Linked DNA regions of Rattus norvegicus: region 2 is linked to region 1. Evidence: chromatin contacts called from public Hi-C data. All regions are on one chromosome and are shown on one strand. The core of a region is the stretch at or near the end of the contact, and the rest is flanking DNA. Distances in the headings are between cores, read along the strand shown. Region 1 has its middle 32 kb from the start of Wnt2b. Region 2 holds the start of Cttnbp2nl (CTTNBP2 N-terminal like).

What was found. Hi-C and Micro-C count contacts between places; a contact is called where the count stands out from the background.
Region 2: a contact with region 1 is called in a Hi-C map of Schwann cells, with 3 times the contacts expected there. The contact joins the promoter of Cttnbp2nl here to the enhancer-like site in region 1. A contact is called at or near these places in 12 of 12 Hi-C or Micro-C datasets (the A7r5 cell line, the Rat2 cell line, Schwann cells and 7 more) and 1 of 1 datasets of contacts at active chromatin or transcription factors (oligodendrocytes).

Annotation. Positions count from the first base shown.
Region 1 is chr2:195,186,828-195,190,280 of GRCr8, forward strand. No RefSeq gene overlaps it. Among named protein-coding and RNA genes, the nearest start is that of Wnt2b, 32 kb to the left of the region's middle. Within about 2 kb of position 1,829, at least 59 of the 93 cell types and tissues checked have an H3K27ac peak or open chromatin away from gene starts, as enhancers often do. A contact at or near this core is called in the A7r5 cell line and Schwann cells, where this site is marked.
Region 2 is chr2:195,241,195-195,244,647 of GRCr8, forward strand. It overlaps Cttnbp2nl (CTTNBP2 N-terminal like), which reads right to left and starts at 1,709. Exons shown (of 6, transcript NM_001107712.2): 1 at 1,676-1,709.

The DNA.
Region 1 (3,453 bases), core at 579-3,078:
AAATAAAATAAAACCCTCACTCCATTAAGAGTTCTGTGTTTGGGATGTCAACACGACATTTCTGGGGTATCATGCAGTGTGTGGATAATAAATAGTGATACTCAACCTGACCCCTCTAGCAGTAAGGACATGTAAGGAGTTGGTCACTATCCAAGACTTGGTGAGGGCTCATTTGTGCTAAGAACTAGTTTCCTTTTTAAACGTGCTCCTTTAAGACCCAAGGCAAACAAAGGCTCATAGGGCAGGCAGGCCTGTAATCCCAATTCCATGAAAGGCTGAGGCAGAAGGATCACAAATTCAAGGACAGCATGTATAACTTAGTGAGATCCTATCTCAAACTTAAAAGCATGTAAAAGGGCCAGGGATGTAGCTCACTGTTCCAGTGTTTATACTCTGGTGAGTGTGAGACTCTAGGCTTAATCCCCAGCACCCAACACCCCAAACCCCCAAAACCAAAACATAGCAATCCTGTGAGGTGGTCCTATCATTCTCTCCCCTTTTATCATCGTCATCATCGTCATTGTCTTCCTCTTTTTTTTTTTTTTTTAAAGGAACCTAGCAGGAGGCTCATCCCCAAGGAAGTTGAGCACAGGCGAGAGGAGAGGGCACGCGGCACTGCCTGCGGGCGGCTCTGGTGCAGCGCCCCCTCCTGGCCGCAGAACACATCGCTCTAGGTTGCTGAGGTTGATGAGCAGCAGCACCTCGTCCCATTGAAGTTGTCCACGTCCGAACACCAGGGGGAGCGATCAACCTAGCTTTTGGGAGCAGGGTGAGGCTGCCAGCCTGAAGAAGCCTGCTTGGCATTTGTGCTCAGCAGTGGCATCAGAACCAGCGTCCTTTAATCCAGACGTGCAAGTTTAGTTCAGACGTGCAAGTTTGTCTTCCCTACCCTGCAACTCCAATGGACAAGGGCAGATAACCTACAGACTAGCTGCTGTGTGCTAGGCAGAAATCCCAATGGGAAGAGGGCAAGCTACTGGAAGAGGTAGCTCACATCGTCGTCACTTCCCTGGGTTCCATAGAGAACGACAATATTGTTATTCTTTTTTTTTTTCTATTCTTTTTTTTTTTTCGGAGCTGGGGATCGAACCCAGGCAAGCGCTCTACCACTGAGCCAAATCCCCAACCCCCAATATTGTTATTCTTAATGTCTTTTGGGTCCAAATTCCTTTTGCACCCAAGATACCTCTCCCTTCTGCCTGAGTGAATTATAAATCTTTAAGCCCTCTGATCCTGCTCTCCTTTTAGGCTCTTGGACAGCCCCCACCCCAACCTGAGACACCTACTATGTCTCAAGACGTGCATTATTGTAAGATGTCACTATGTGTGACTCATCCCCACCACCAAAGTGTAAACTGCAGCACTTAGTGTGTGTGTGTGTGTGTGTGTGTGTTTCTAGATCCAGCTCAAGGTTACATAAGAGCCACCAACAACAAACAACTGGCTTTCACCTGTATTTATTTCCTTTCAATACAGTATCTTGCTATGTAACCCAGGCTGTCCTTCAACTTGGCATCACAGACTTATGCCAGCACGCCCACAGATCTCTATTGGATATGCAAATGAGGACTCACGAATGTATCATTTCTATTTTGTTCTGGGTCCTCTATGTCCACAGCCGGCTGGGATTACCCTACTCCCCAGAAAGCAAGAGTGAGGAATGTAGACTGATGTGGTGTTGGGGAGTTGGGGTGGGGGTTGGGGCGTGGAGGCCCGGGGCAGGGAGCAGAGCTTTCCCATGGTGAGAATAAGGCCCACATAGAGAATAAGGGAGGGAGAGAGGCCAAGATCTGAGTTATAGCAGAAGGAAGCTGAGCCCTGAATGGGAGCCTTGTGTGTGGCCCTGTGCTGCTGACTCACCAGGCTGAGAGGAGGGATGGAGAAGGGGCCTGTTTATGCCCTGCCACCACCTCCAAACCACCCTGCCTCCCCAGATGCCTTTTGGTCAGGGGCTTCCTGAGGATACCAGCTGCCCTGAGGTACAAACAGTCCTGGAAGGCTGTGATTTAGGTGGGACAGGCAGGGAAGAGGAGAGGGAGCACACAGCAGCTAAGAGAGATGGGGAGTTTTAGGAATGCAAAAGGCAGTTTAAGGAGGAGCTTAGGGTCTGAGTTCTGATGGAGAAAGGGGGCGGAGGAAGGTATCTCTCCTTAAGCATTTGGCCGCCCTTCCCCACAGGCAGGTGTGGCAAGTCAGACACAGAGCAGGGAGGAGACAGATGCTTAGTTTCTGTGGCTTCCCGGCTCTACCTGAGGAGCAAGCTTGCTTGTGAGCTTCCCAGGCCTGAGGCCACACAGAGGGCCAGCCTGGGAGCAGAAGCCCTGTCATGCTTCTCATTCCTGCCTTTACCCCCACTGTCAAACCTGTTCAGAGACTTGAGGACAGGATTCTTGTGGCAATCGGGGTGGTGGGCAGCCTGAGGCAGCCTAGGTAAGCAAGATCAAAGCCAAGCTTTGTGGAGAAGCAGGAGAGAGGAGAGAGGGTAGGTCTGAGGGAGTAGCCAGGGTCAGACTGGGAACTGCTGGTCCAAGGTCAGCTCAGGAGAAGATGAGGCTGAAGTGGTGGGCGGGGGTGGGGACTACAGTTTACTGTGTGGGCTCTGCCATGAACTGAACTTGGGTAGTCTCTTGACCTTTCTAGGACTCATTTTTAACACAGGAGACCTACCCAGAGGTTTTCTAAGTTTCTCTGGTTTGATCCCATGTGAGTACACAAATTACCCTTTCTCCTCATTAAAATCCAGGTTTTCTTGTTTTTGTTTTTCCCTGTGTCCTGTTCTCAGCTGAAGAGCTTAAAAGAAAAATACCAGTGGACTCACTTGGGAGCATGACTGACAGTCAGCTAGTGTCCTAACTCCCTACAGGCATTGCTGGCTTTGCTTGTTCTTGGTGCTGGGGATTTAATATCCTGGGGCTTTTTTGTTTGCTTGTTTGTTTTCAAGACAGAGTTTCTTTGGGTATCCTTGGATGTCCTGGAATTCAATATGCAGAGTACTTTTGCCTCCAACTCAGAGATCCGCCTGCCTCTGCCTCCCCAGTGCTGGGGTCAAAGGTGTGAGCTATCTATCACAGGTGGCCCCAGGGCTTTCAGAAGGCGGAGTGAGCCCCTGGTTGCAACCCTCTGACCTGTTCAAGATGGTAGTGTGGCCAGCGGAAGGGATGCGGCCTTGAAACCAAACGGCTATGGGTTTGAATCCCAGCTGCAGGACTGAGGATGGCGTTCAGTGGTGGAATAAACACCTAGCATATGGTGGTCCCTAGCACCACCCAAACACATCACAACTCAACACAAACTAGGCAACGGTTAGTAGCATTTCTCAACCAGGAGCAGTCCTTCTCGAGACCTTGACTTGCAGCTATGACTACATCTCAGCCTGGCTCTGCTGTAGGATCTTTGGCCAATTTATGGTTTGTGAGTTACTGTATGTTAGGTAGGAGGACCATACTAAGTAGC
Region 2 (3,453 bases), core at 459-2,958, 54 kb after region 1:
CCTATTCTACTTCTAGTTTTTTTTTTTAAACCCCTGATGCTATTTCTGGGATAATGGATCTCTCCTTCCTATGGCAATAAACTTTGTGTTTGCAGGAGAGACCCTGTATACAGTTTCTTCTTTGTGCTTCCTTTCTCTAGGTGTCTGGAAACAATCACAGAGCCCTAGAGTGGCTCTGGAACCTGACTATTCAAAACTAATTACCTTCAGGAAGTCTACTCAGGAAGGCTACAGACAACAGCCACTACAATCGCCCTCTGTGACTGCAACTCTGCACCTCACATCTGTCGGCTATAAATAACCAACAGTAAAATGAACTCGGGATCAAAATTTAAAATGCCAAAAATATAGAAAAATTAATAGGTGGTACTGCTAGCCACAGCTGATGGTTAGAGATTCGATGACATTAACATCGGGACAGTCAACAAGGCTCTTGTTCTGAAATTGAAAACTACCTTTTATTTTAATGCTTTAAATTTTGGTTGATGATGCGGGCACGCCAGACAGAATCATATCACATGTAGATACGTTTTCTTTGAGATAAAATCTCATTATAAAACAGGGGTGAGATAGTACTCAGAGGCCACAGGACCAGATTAATTATAAACCTAGCCAACTGAACCTGAATTTTGTTCAAATACTTCCTGTCTTTTGTTTCAACCTGCCGTACACCTTCAAGGTTAACTGCAGTCTCCCGGAGCAACGGACCAGCCCACTACAAACTGAGAGATGGGGATTCCTACTGCAAAGGCATTTACTGACTTCTCCACACCGTTTCATTTGAAAATATGGTATTAATAACTGACTGTCAAACAATACACACTGCATTCCTACCCACACAAGGCTAACTCTGCTGAAAGCTAACACACCCACCTTGCTATGAAATATGCGGATGCTTTCCTATTAAGTTCTCAGGGAAGAAACCGGGTAGAAAGCAAAACTGAAAGGCAACTCAAACCTAAAAATCCCCCAAAAGCTGGCTTCTCCCACAAGAAAAATAAAGGGCGAGGAAGGTACAAAGGGCGAAGGGAAGAAGGTAATACATGATTTAAGCCGGGGAGCTCTCAACACTCAACAAGACAACACAGGATCTGGGGGGACCGTAGGAGCAATCAGAGGCTGGGGGATGGGAAGAGCTAAAGAGGGGAGAAGGCCGCTCTGACTGTTGGAGGTGTCTGTCTGGGTCTCGTCTTTTTTTTCCCTCCTCCTCGCCCATCCCTCATAAGAACAACGCTGTTTTTTTTTTTTTTAGATCTTATACAGCACCCTAGTTCTGGACCCAGACTTGCCAGCAGGGGCAGGTGTGGGAAGGGATGCCTGGACTTGCGGGGGTCCAATATAGGGGTGGGGGCTGCAGCTTAGAAACTGCACCCACCAGTCCCTCTCCGAGGCTAGGGCTGGGCAAAAGGCGACATGGAGTGAGACAGGTCAGGGGGAGACCCCTGCTAAAGGGCGGAGGCTGGCGAGAGACAATGAACAGTCGCGAGGACCCTGGAGGATGCCGCGACGCCTCCTCGGGGAATCCCGGGATCTGGAGGCGGCGGCCCCGCCCCCTAAGGGACCATCCCTACCCCGACAGGGACTGCTGCTGAAAGCCATACACGCTCCGGGCCGGGAGGCTCTCTCGGAGACCCGGCCACCCAGCACCGCAGAGCCCGGACCCCGCGCTCCGTACCTGGCCTCGGCGCTCCGGGATCCTTCCCCGCCGCCGCCTCCGCCGCCCGCTCCCCATCCCCAGCCTCCCAGGACCCGCCCCCTCATCCGCCGGCAGTGACCGGCAGATACCATAGCCAATTATAGTCTTGCCCTTGCGGCTCTGCAACCAATCCTCGCCGCCTGAAGGCTGGGCTTCTCCAAAGTCATCCCGGCTCCTCCTGGGGCTGCAAGATCCCTTTTGTTTGGGAGAGCCAGGCTGGGATTGAGCTGGCGTCACTTCCGGGAGGAAGTACCACCTCTGGTCGGCTGGAGTCTGGGTTCGCTCTGCTCTCCGCCTGGGCTCTGCAACTTTTCAGGATCCTGAGAACACCTTTTGGTGGCTTAATTTGGGGTTTATCCAAAATGTGAATAAAAGAAGTGAGTTTTAGCGTTTGTTTTAGAATTAGTTATTGAAAACCTAGTAACGTGTCTTCTTTGCTTCTCTCACTTTCTCTCTCTCTCTCTCTCTCTCTGCACTGACTTTTGGGTGTGGTGCTGGAAAGCAAGGGCACAAGACCATCTCCTTTAACACATCACACTGGGTACACAAAGGGAGACTCTGGGGTTGAACAGACAGGACAGCACCCGGTAGAGGAGGGCATAACCCCTGCCGACCTTCCTTTCAGGGCGAAGCCAAATAATTGCAAACTTACGCGCAGTTTTCCCACACTGTGCTTGCCTTTCATGAATGTGGGGCCCTCTTTTATATGTTTGGGCCCCGTCATACTGTGGGGAATGCGTTTTTAACGAAGCCAAAACAAAACAGTTGGATGAGGGGGAATGACTGTCCTTGTGAACACAGGAATGCAGATCTTAGTGATAAAAACAAGACCGGATAACCTGGAGGGAAGAGAACGCACTCTACCGTAGCCTGCACTTCAGCTCACAAGTGATTGACCACATTGTTTTAAAGAATTTGTAACAAGTACATGTAAGAAAACAAGTATTTAAGTGCACAAGTAACATGCTACTCTGAATACATTATTCCTAATCCTCACAATTATCAGCAGGAGAATATTAGGAATTTAATACTCTCTCTGCCTGTGGTTCTCAACCTGTGGGTTACAACCCCTCGGATAACCTTTATCTGTAAAAAAAAAAAAATACCTACATTACAATTTATAACAGCAAAATTACAGCTGTGAGTAGCAGCGAAATTATGGTTGAGCACCACAACGTGAGAAACTATATTAAAGGACAGCAGCACTAGGAAGGTTGAGAACCACTGCCCTAGGCAAACACAGTCCTCGAGACAGGTGCAGTTTACAGTCTGGGTAGAGAGATGCCCAGCCTGAGTAATCATGGTTTAGAGGAAGTAAAACAGTATTTCCTGTCAACACAGTGTTATGTTCATCCATATAATATCCGTGTCAGTGCTGTCATACCCTGTATAGTGGACATCACCGTGAGTGATTATGACGAGTCAAAGAAACCAAGAGATCCAACTGAAGGTTATAGAATTAATAACTGGAAAAGAAAGATTACAAGACTAACTCCAATCTGTGCCATAGTCTGCTAGCCGGCCACCCGTTCCCACGGGGGACCTGTTCAGAGGAAAGATAGTGATTAACGCAGCAGCAGAGCGAAGCCAATAACTCGGTACTCTCCCCTAGCCATTGCTGGCTTGAAGACAGCATGCGGAGATGCTCCAGTACAGCCCAGGTGCTTTGGGAACAGTGACCTAGAGCAAGAAGAATTTTGCAAAGATATCACGCTCTGTATTCAGAAAGACAGTCTGGTTGGATAGGGTGTGCACAC